Linked DNA regions of Sus scrofa: all the other regions are linked to region 3. Evidence: chromatin contacts called from public HiChIP or PLAC-seq data. All regions are on one chromosome and are shown on one strand. The core of a region is the stretch at or near the end of the contact, and the rest is flanking DNA. Distances in the headings are between cores, read along the strand shown.

Region 1 (3,144 bases), core at 62-2,561, 780 kb after region 3:
GGTGGGAAAACCTCAGGGTTTGCTGAGTCACGGCAGATCAGCTTTCTGGATGCTTCAGTGTCTGTGGCCTACATCTGACCCCACGCCAGCCCTGACTCAGGAGATCCTCAGAGCCCGAAGGGGAGCTTCCCTGGGTCAGGCTTTTGTGGCCCAGCTCCTCCTTCCCCAGCCCCTTCTCAGACCACAGGTTCTTCTCTCTGAAGTCCCCTGAGCTTAGGGTCTTCCCACCCCCATTCCAGGGCTAGGTCTGGCAGCCTGGGCATCTGCTAAAGATTCTGGCAATGCAAGGGAACACTGCCCTAGAAGCCAGCCCGCAAGTTCCACATCTCCTGATGCCTTAGTCTGCCTCCTTTCCTTCAAAGTTACAACAAATCCTCAAGGCTCCAATCTCAATGCACCCCAGGTCCCTTTCCCTTCCCAGGAAAGTTCAGATTTGTTCAAAAAGCTGCCTGGTGATTTTTAGACAAATTGTCAGCACCCCAGCCAAACACTGGGGACAGAAACAGGAAGACGGCAGTTACCACTCTCCATCTGGAAGGGACTTGCCCTGGTCTTCGGGGGACCTCCCTCCCTTGGCCAGAGAGATCCCATGGGATCCTATCCATCCTAAAAGACCCCAGGAAGTTTCCAGCATTCTCACCGGTTCTGCATTCGGGATGGGGATCTTCTCACTCAGGTAGGTCCCTCCGGGAGGTACTTGTGGTGGCCCTGGACTCGGTGAGCTGGAGATGGAGCCATATTGGGTTCTGCTCTGCTTTGGGGGGCCTGTGTCACCTGCCAGGGGCCCCAAGAGCCTTGGTGAGTGACCTGCCTGTTTCTGGTGGCAGGGCGAAAGCAAATGAAGCCCCAGCTGAATAGGAGCCCTTGATTTCTTTCTTCAGTCCATCACATCCATCCCTCGACCAGACCTTCCAGAAGATGTGTGAGAAGCAGAGCCTTCTGGATTCCTCTCCTTCCATGTGAATGCAGAGGTCCCCAGATCCTGATGGCCTCTTGCCACAGAGGATGTGGAGAGGGCATGGGCTCTGAGCAGGGAAGACTGACGCCAACGTGTGTGTCCTTTGGTCTCATCCCTGCCTCCAGCTTCCAGGGAAACCCCAGAGGTTCCAAACCCACAGAGATGAGGCAGGGGGAGGCTCTGCCCTTGGCAACGTGAAGCGCCTGACCCCAGGCTCCTGTCCAGAATTGTGGTCAAGACCAGGACTCCCACAGGGGACCTGGGGCTTCCCTTGCCCCTCCTGATGCTCTCCTCCTGCTCCAATCCAGGCTCTGTCCCTGGACAGAGGGGGCTACTCACCTGTCATGAGGACCACAGACTCAGATGCTCTCTGTGTGAGTGGTGTGCTGGGTGGCTCTCTGGTCCACCCGTCCTCTCTGGGAACCGGTGAGTGTGTGGGTCTATAGCCTTTTACGCATCTTCAGCTCAACTTGGCTGTCCTCACACATGCCCGGGGCATTGTGAAACACTTTCCAAAGGCAGAAGTGGCCAGCTCTGACGGAAGGGTCTGGGTGGCCACAGAACAGGCTTTCATTCCCCTCCTGGCGTGAGCCTCGCACCACCCTCTGGCTCCCTTCCGGGAACCCCGAGTTTTCTGCCTCCCAAGTTAGCTCTGATTTCAGACGCTTCCTGCCACTTGAGCATTCACGTCTAGATCACACGACTAACCCTCCAGCGCCACACAAACAGGCCCTTTTCCTTTTTGACCTTGGGTCCTATGGCAGCAGGTTGGCCTAATGGGTGGGAGGGAGTCCCCATGACCACCTAGGAGTGCCACAAAGGAAAAGACCTTCCAAGCCCGGCCACGGGGACATGCATTGAAGTTCCAGGCTAAGGAGGTCCTCTGAAGAAGAGGGTCCTGGAATTCTGGTCTTGCTTCTACCATGGATCCATTTGACGTTGTCACCAGATCCTGTCCTGCCTCTGAGCTTATTTCTTCTGTTAAATGAAGGGCTCAGACTAGTTAAGAGGTCACAAGTTTAGGCGTCCAAGGAGGCCAGGCAGGGAAGATAAACCATGAGACAGGTTGGGAACAGGAAAAACAGTGCTAGCTCAGTGCGGAATGATAATGATGCTGAGCCTTGGTGGTGGAGGGCAATAGGGAGTGGTGGAGACTCTAGCGAAATAAAGGTCATACCTTCTAGAGAGGGCAGTGCTCACAGAATTGCAGCCAGCTGTCATGTGGGGAATGGGGGTCCACTGTCACCACATCTTCTGATTTGCCAAGGATGCTGGAAATCTTGGAATTCGATACAACACATGCTTTTTGAACACCAGGCTCAAGTGTTTCAACAATATTGTATAATCTATGGAGTTCCCATGGTGGCTCAGTGGTTAACAAACCTGACTAGTATCCATGAGGATGCGGGTTTGATCCCTGGCCTTGCTCAGTGGGTTAAGGATCCAGTGTTGCCGTGAGCTGTGGTGTAGGTCACAGACGTGGCTTGGATCTGGTGTTGCTGTGGTTATGGTGCAGGCCAGCAGCTATAGCTTCAATTCGACCCCTAGCCTGGGAACCTCCCTATGCCATGGGTGTGGCCCTAAAAAGACTAAATAAATAAATAAAAATATTGTATAATCTAAACAAACGTTCCTATGGGCTGGATTCCACTTGAGGAATCCATCTGTCTGTAACCTCTAGACCTTTCAGCTCCCAATTTCTTCTGCTCACCAGCTGCCAGCTCCTGTGCTCCCCACACCCCCCTCCTTCACAGCCATCTCTCTGCCATGCCCACTCTTGTCCTCTATCCTGTAGCCTTTCTTTTCTGCCACGAAGATTTACAGCTCACATTGTCACGGAGTTTCCAACTCCAAAGTCTGGGACCTTAGAACCCAGAGAAAACAGGGGCAGGTTCTCATGCCCAGACTAGATCTGAGCCAGGCTGTGCCCCCTGTTGAGTCAAAAACCTGAACCAAAGTTTTGAGGACCCAGGATGTTGGGTCGGGGGTGGGGTGCAGCTCATCTCCCATCTCCTCATTGATGGGGGCGGTTGGAGGGACTGGAGAGGCAGAAATGTGGGAAGAGGGGTGAACGTGGGTGAGTGAGCAGAGAGCAGCAGCAGCATTTGTCACTGTGCGAGTCTGTGGCTCAAGGTACTGTCACCATCCCTGACCTCTAGGGTTTCTGCACCTTTGCAATCACTACC
Region 2 (3,204 bases), core at 389-2,888, 620 kb after region 3:
GGTTACAGAACTACTTTATTTATTCATTCATTCATTTTAGGCTGCACCTGCAGCATCTGGAAGTTCCCGGGCAAGGGGTCCGATTGGAACTTCAGCTGCTGGCCTACACCACAGCCACGGCAAGCGCAGAAGCTGAGCCGCTCTGACACCTCCACTGCAGCTTGCTGTTACGCCGGATTCTCAACTCACTGAGGGAGGCCGAGGATCGAACCTGCATCCTCATGGACACTCTGTTGGGTTCTTAACCCGCTGAGCCACAAACGAAACTACCAGAACTACTTCAAATAGGGTGGTCAGGCAAGGAGACTGAGATAGAGACCTGAGGAAGAGAAGCCGACATCTATAGCAAAGGAAGGAGGTGGGGGAGTGTCTGTGTGTGAGTATGTGTGTGTGTGAGAGAGAGAGCATTCTAGGAATAGAGATCAGAAGGTGCAAGCTGGAGTGTAAAAGCATAGGGAGAAAAGATGGAACTGAGGCCAGTGTAGCTGGAGCCTGCGGAGCAGTGACAAGAGACTGAAAACGAGGGTCAGGAACATAACGTTCAGGGAGGACCTTGTAGGCCGAGGCAAGGAGTCTGGATATTATCTCAATGCAATGGGAAGCCATAGGATTACTTCAGGCAGGTTGATTTACACTGTTTTTCTTGGTGAAAGATCACGCTGGTAAAACGAGATGTGAAAAAAGGTTGTAATCTCAGAGAATCGAAAGTCAAACGTAGTAACTGTTCACTTCTCCGGGTCTCGGATTTTGCATCTGTAAAGCAAGTGGCATGAGCTAAAAGCCATTTCCTCCCCGCCGCGATGTGCCTAGGCTGGGAGTTTCGACAGCATGGGTCATGTCAGACAAACTGCGGAACTCCCCTCGCTCCGCCGACGCCAAGCACGCAACTGACGCCCTGAAACTGTTGGTCAAGCAAATGAATCAATGAATGGCGGGTCGGGGCTGCGAAGGAGGCGCTCTGGCCGCGGGACCAGGCCCCGGGGCCTGAAAAGAACGCACTACGCGGCACGCCAGAGGCCGCGAGAGCCGGCCGGCGAGGAAAGCGGGGGCCTGCTCCGCCACAGCCAAGCGCGGCGAGGAGGGAGGCCCGGGCCTCGCGGGTTGAGGGCAGGAGGAGCAGGACTCCCGGACCGAGACAGGGAGCTGGAAAAGAAGGCCGAAACGCGGGGTTAAGGAAGGCTTCTGGGCCCCAGGCCTGGCGGCCCGGGCACTTACCGCAGCCGTCGCCAGACTGTGCATGTTGGGAGCGGCCGCCGCTCTCCTCCAACTGCCGGACGCGCCGGACTCGCGTCCCAGCTTCAGCGCCTCTGCCGCCAAAGATGATGAGCCGCCGCAGCCGCCATCCGCCTCCGGCTCGCTCCGCCCCCTTCGCAGCCCTCTGACCTTTCACCTCTGACCCCTCCCACACTACCTCTTCCCGCCTCTCAGCTCTCCAAAGAGTTAACAGTCCTAGAGTTTATCCTTTGTCCCTTAAGATTCAGGACCAGAAGGACGTCTGCCACCTACTAGTCCTCGCATTCCCCGGCTCGGAGCAGGTATCCCCATAGAGGGGCGTGAACTCTGAGCCTCCTCCAGAGGCCAGTAAAGGGCGGGAAAAACCCGGCAGTCTGGAGGGGACAAGTAGTGCGCATGCCCAACAGGGCTGACGCGGAGGGAAATGGTGGGCGGTGCAAAGTGCGTGAGATGGATAGTGCGCGTGCGTACTACGATCAGTACAGGGGCGGGGCTACCTCTGCGAGATTTCCCTCGGTGCTGGGGCGGGGCGAGGGCGTAGGAGGGGCGGAGTTTCCAGGCTTTCGCGCACGCACCTCGTCTGGTCGCGTCGAGTGTGCGTGCGTGCGTGCGTGTTTGCGTGTGGTCACAGTTCCCGCCATCAGCCGCTCTCCCTGACTGGGGGAGTGAGCGGCCCCTCTCTTTCGTGTTTGGTGTCCCTTCCTTCCTTACCCCCAGCTCCTCCCCCTCCGCTTGGACTCCGTGCTTCCGGCAGGCCTGTCCGGCGCTCCGGACTCGCGGGCACAGGTAAGGCGGGCCCGGCGAGCGTCTCCACAGAGCCGTTTTACCCTGGCCCCCCCACCCCCCGCCCCTTGCGGTCCGCCCACTCGGCGTTCACTCCTCTGGAGTTCGTCCGGCTGCTGCTCAGCCCGCCCCCATCCCCGCGACGCCCCCTCTGGCCTCACAGGTACTCTACTTGGGTCTTCCCCCAGGCTTTCCCCCTCCTTTGACCTGGTCTTTTACTGTCACTCGCTCCCCCCCGCAACTCAAACCTGGCTCCTTTTTGCTGGGGGCTGTCCTCCGCTGCGCCCCCCTTAGCGAGGCCTGCTATCACTTAAGGTGACTTCCGTTGCCGCACGTCCATCAGGCCTTGGGACATGATACTGTTTCATTCTATTGACCATTCTTCATCTTCTCTCCCTTAACCATCTCTTAACTAAAAAGCATGAATTGTATTTTTGTCGTGGTTTTGGTTGGTTGTTCCCCATCTTTAGCCATCGGATCAGATTGTCAGGTTTACCCGTTGTAGGTCATGACACGAAAAGATAATTGATGACAAAATCCTCTTTCTGGAGAGTTGGCCTGGAGTAATTTTATAATCCTTTCAAAATGTAGTTTCTGTGTAAATGCCTATTTTGTGGAGGCACTATCCGACATGTCTAACTGGAAAAGCTATCAGAGGATGTCAAGTAGGCAGTTGATTATACTGGGTTTGCGCTCAGAATAGAGTTCTGAGTGGATATATAGGCAGATGTGTGTGTATATAACTATATACAGGTCTGTGCGTGCATGTATATATATCTATATCTATATGTATATATCTGTTATGTTGAAAGTAATTGAAGCTCTGGTTGTGGATGAAATTGCCTAAAAAGAGTACAGTGCTAGAAAGGAAGGGGACCTCGGATGGGGCACTGAGGAATTCTTGGCATTTCGTAGCTGGATAGAGGAGTACAAGTTTTGTAGAAAAGGTGAAAGAAGTTATCAGTAGTGTTGAATTCCGGGAGTTCCTATAGTGGCTCAGCGGTAACGAACCCCAGACTAGTAACCATGAGGACTCAGGTTCCATCCCTGGCCTCACTCAGTGGGTTAAGAATCCAGCATTGCTATGAGCTGTGGTGTAGGTTGCAGAGAAGGTTTGGATCCCACGTTGCTGTGGCTGTGGTGTAGGCCTGCAGCTGCAGCTCCGATTGGACCCCTAGCCTACTAATT
Region 3 (3,055 bases), core at 216-2,715:
ACCAGACAGGGGAAAAGTGGTGCTTGGGAGGAAGGTGGCCTGCTGTACATCCCCTCAACATTCAACCCGGCCAGGAGGGTCAGGCAGAAAACAAGTGCTCAATGGGGCTTGGGGAAAAAAATGAAGTAACACTCACCCTGGATGGCAGGGAGGAAGCGAGGCTGCCAAAGATCCAGCAGAAAATAGGCTAAAAGTGAGATGCTGAGTAGAAAGATGGGCCGTAGGGACGAAGAAGACAGCAACCTTAAGGAGAGACAGGCATCTCAGCGGTGAGTGGGTGAGAAAGGCTCTCACATCCATCGCAAAAGGCGAACAAGCGCCCACTGATGGGGGAATGGGAACCTCTGGGCCTAGCTCGATAACCAAAGTCGAGTGGGAAATGGGAATGGGGCAACCCAGGCGGACAACAGCCTTTAAAAACCGAGAGATGGGTCTGCCCCAGGAAGGGAATGGTACTCCGGGTCCTCCCCGCCCCCGCTCGCCCGCGCAGCCCGGCCCCGCCCCCCTCCTCCTCCGAGGCCGTTACCAGAAGAGGCCGTTGAGCGCGGCCGCCGTGACCAGGCTGTGCAGCGGCTTCTCCCACACCAGCAGCCGCTGCGCTGCCGCCAGCACCGCCTCCCAGCCGCGGAGCCGCAGCCACAGCGTCGTGGCCAGGCGTCCCACCGCCTCGGCAGTGGCTGCCTCCTCCTCCGCCTCGCCGGTGGCCTCACCCATTCCTAAGCTCAGGCCCAGGCCCAGGCTCAGGCCCAGCCCTGGGCTCCCACCCGCGCCGGTGTTACCACCGCCACCACCACTAGCCATAGCCCCGCCGCAGCCGCCGCCCGAGCCCGCGAGGAGCCAGGGCTGCGCGGCCGCCGCCGGGGGCGCGTCAGGCGGAAGGGGGCGCACGCCGCGGAGCGGGCCGCCGAGGCCGCGGATGGGCGTCACGTGACGGCGGAGCGACGAACCCGTCACGTGAGGCGACCTAACCGCTGGGCTAGGGCGGTCTGCGCCTGCGTGCAGGCGGCTGCCGATGACCCTTCTCCTACGCAGGTGCGTGTTTTGGCTGCGCCGGGCGTTGTCAGCTTCCTGATTGATGGACTGTATCCCCGTGTTTCCCCACCCCAGCCAATTTTCTTCTCCCTATGTAGGCAGGGTAGCTAGGGAACCTGGTCCTGGCCCGGTATTCCCAGTGTGATGCGGCCGGGAAGGGCGACAAGTGGGCTTCGGATGCTCAGAGTCTTTCGTAGGAGCTATTTCTGCTCTGGAAGGGTGGCGGCCATCCCATTACTCAACCCTCGTCGTACTGGTCCTCCCCGTTCCCTCCCCTCAGCGAATAAACAAACACCACCGTTTGACTCTACAGACTCAAAAACACAGCTTCACCTGCTCAGAAAAGTTGTTTTCTTCCCGTCTCTTTCGGTAAACAAGCCCGCCTTCACGCATCGGAACTCCTTCTAATCCCTCGCTCAAGAGATTGGGGTCTGGGGGGAAGAGTTTAAAAATAAAACCCTATTAGGAGCTCTTTACTCTGGGGGGAGGGGACGTTGACACCATTTACTGTGGTTTACAATGTAACAAGCGTTTTATATTGCAGTCATTTAATCTGCAATAATCCTACGAAATATGTGCTTAACTATGTCTAAAATTACAGGCTATACTAAAAGGAGGATATAAAGCCAAACGTGCGCCTGCCACCTTGTACACAATTCACCCCTGTTAAACTTGTGCATTCTTTCTGACGCGTTTTAAATGTACGTTATATCTCTTTTTTAAAAGTTGGGGCCAACTCTCCGGCCCACGTCTTTATGTTTACATTTCTACGGATAGGAAAAGGTCAGCCGGGCGCGTTCATCCTCAGCGCGCCATGGTCCCTTCGGAACTGCCCTGATTTCTCAGACGAGGGCACCCTGGAGTTTAACTCCTGCGACTTGCCCCGGCTTCTCGACACCAGGCGTTCTAGCCTCGCTCCTTCCCCGGCTCGGCCCAGCGGGCGGCAGGAAGTGCGGGGCGGTGACTCTCCAGCGACACCCCCGCGGCTTGTAAACGCGAAGCAGACGCTCGGCGTGGCAAAGGCACCGTACGCGCCTCGCAACCGGGTCTTCTCTCTACTCGGTGAGGTGGGCGCCCCAGCCCTGGAGCTCCACTCCCGGGTTCGGAACCCAGATCCTGGAGCCCCACCCGGGGCGGAACAGGAAGACGTTCCCGCCCGTCGGGCTCCGCCTGCAGCCGCTGGCGCGAGGGGAGGGGGCTGCACCGGCGTGGGCGGCGGCCCGCGCGAGAGAGACCCGCGGGCAGGTGAACAGGCGATCAAGGACTGCTCCGCGGCCCCCTTTAATCTCGTTCCCTTCCCTTCCACCTTCTCAGGGCGGCGCCTGGCAGCGCGATGGACCTGGCCGGACTCCTGCTGGACGAAGAAGGCACCTTCTCCCTCGCCGGCTTCCAGGACTTCACAGTGAGCGCTCGTCCCGCCCCCTCCCCGGCCTCTCTTTGCTTGGAGCCCAAACCCCTGGCGCTCCCCTCCGGGCCCTAGCCGGGCCGCGAGCTTGCCTGATGGCTCTGCCGGGGAACCGGGCGTCAGCCGCTCGAGCCGTGCCTACTGGAGGCCCTGGTTGCTTGGGCCCCCAGGGAGAGCTGTGGGGGTGCAGGAATGGGGTAGGAGGTGACCAGCCGGGGCCCTTCTGGGAGAACTTTTCCTCGGGAGCCCTCAGCGGAGAAGGATTCCACCCCCTGCGGACAGACTGCCTTTGGCAAACAAGCCAGAGAGTTTGAGGCGGGGTGGGGCCCAGGCCCCATTAGCTGTGAGGCAGGCCTACCGTCCCGCACCCAGCTTCAAGCCCCGAGCCAGGATCTCCACCATACCTTTCCCTGCCCTTCACCCGCCGCCACCCTCTTGCCCTGTTCCAGTTCCTCCCAGGACACCAGAAGCTGAGTGCCCGGATCCGAAGGAGACTCTACTATGGCTGGGACTGGGAAGCTGACTGTAGCCTGGAGGAGCTCTCCAGCCCTGTGGCAGGTTAGACAGTGTTGTGGCCCTGGGCAAGTAAGCAGCCTGACAATGGGGTGGTTGGCCATC

What was found. HiChIP or PLAC-seq counts read pairs in DNA pulled down with a chosen protein or histone mark.
Region 1: a contact with region 3 is called in an H3K27ac HiChIP or PLAC-seq map of alveolar macrophages. The contact joins the promoter of SLC11A1 here to the promoter of RETREG2 in region 3. A contact is called at or near these places in 1 of 5 promoter capture datasets (fetal liver) and 1 of 2 datasets of contacts at active chromatin or transcription factors (alveolar macrophages).
Region 2: an H3K27ac HiChIP or PLAC-seq map of alveolar macrophages shows a contact between it and region 3. The contact joins the promoter of CNOT9 here to the promoter of RETREG2 in region 3. A contact is called at or near these places in 2 of 5 promoter capture datasets (fetal liver and liver) and 1 of 2 datasets of contacts at active chromatin or transcription factors (alveolar macrophages).

Annotation. Positions count from the first base shown.
Region 1 is chr15:120,432,267-120,435,410 of Sscrofa11.1, reverse strand. SLC11A1 (solute carrier family 11 member 1) reads right to left here and starts at 1,311. Exons shown (of 15, transcript NM_213821.2): 1 at 1,298-1,311; 2 at 641-774. The coding sequence starts at 1,304.
Region 2 is chr15:120,588,788-120,591,991 of Sscrofa11.1, reverse strand. CNOT9 (cell differentiation protein RCD1 homolog) reads right to left here and starts at 1,638. Exons shown (of 9, transcript XM_001925220.5): 1 at 1,216-1,638. The coding sequence starts at 1,239. It overlaps USP37 (ubiquitin carboxyl-terminal hydrolase 37), which reads left to right and starts at 1,762. Exons shown (of 24, transcript XM_003133658.6): 1 at 1,762-2,019.
Region 3 is chr15:121,210,780-121,213,834 of Sscrofa11.1, reverse strand. RETREG2 (protein FAM134A) reads right to left here and starts at 1,465. Exons shown (of 9, transcript XM_021074927.1): 1 at 1,366-1,465; 2 at 137-243. It overlaps CNPPD1 (protein CNPPD1), which reads left to right and starts at 947. Exons shown (of 10, transcript XM_021074929.1): 1 at 947-1,032; 2 at 1,810-2,099; 3 at 2,347-2,434; 4 at 2,887-2,995. The coding sequence starts at 2,366.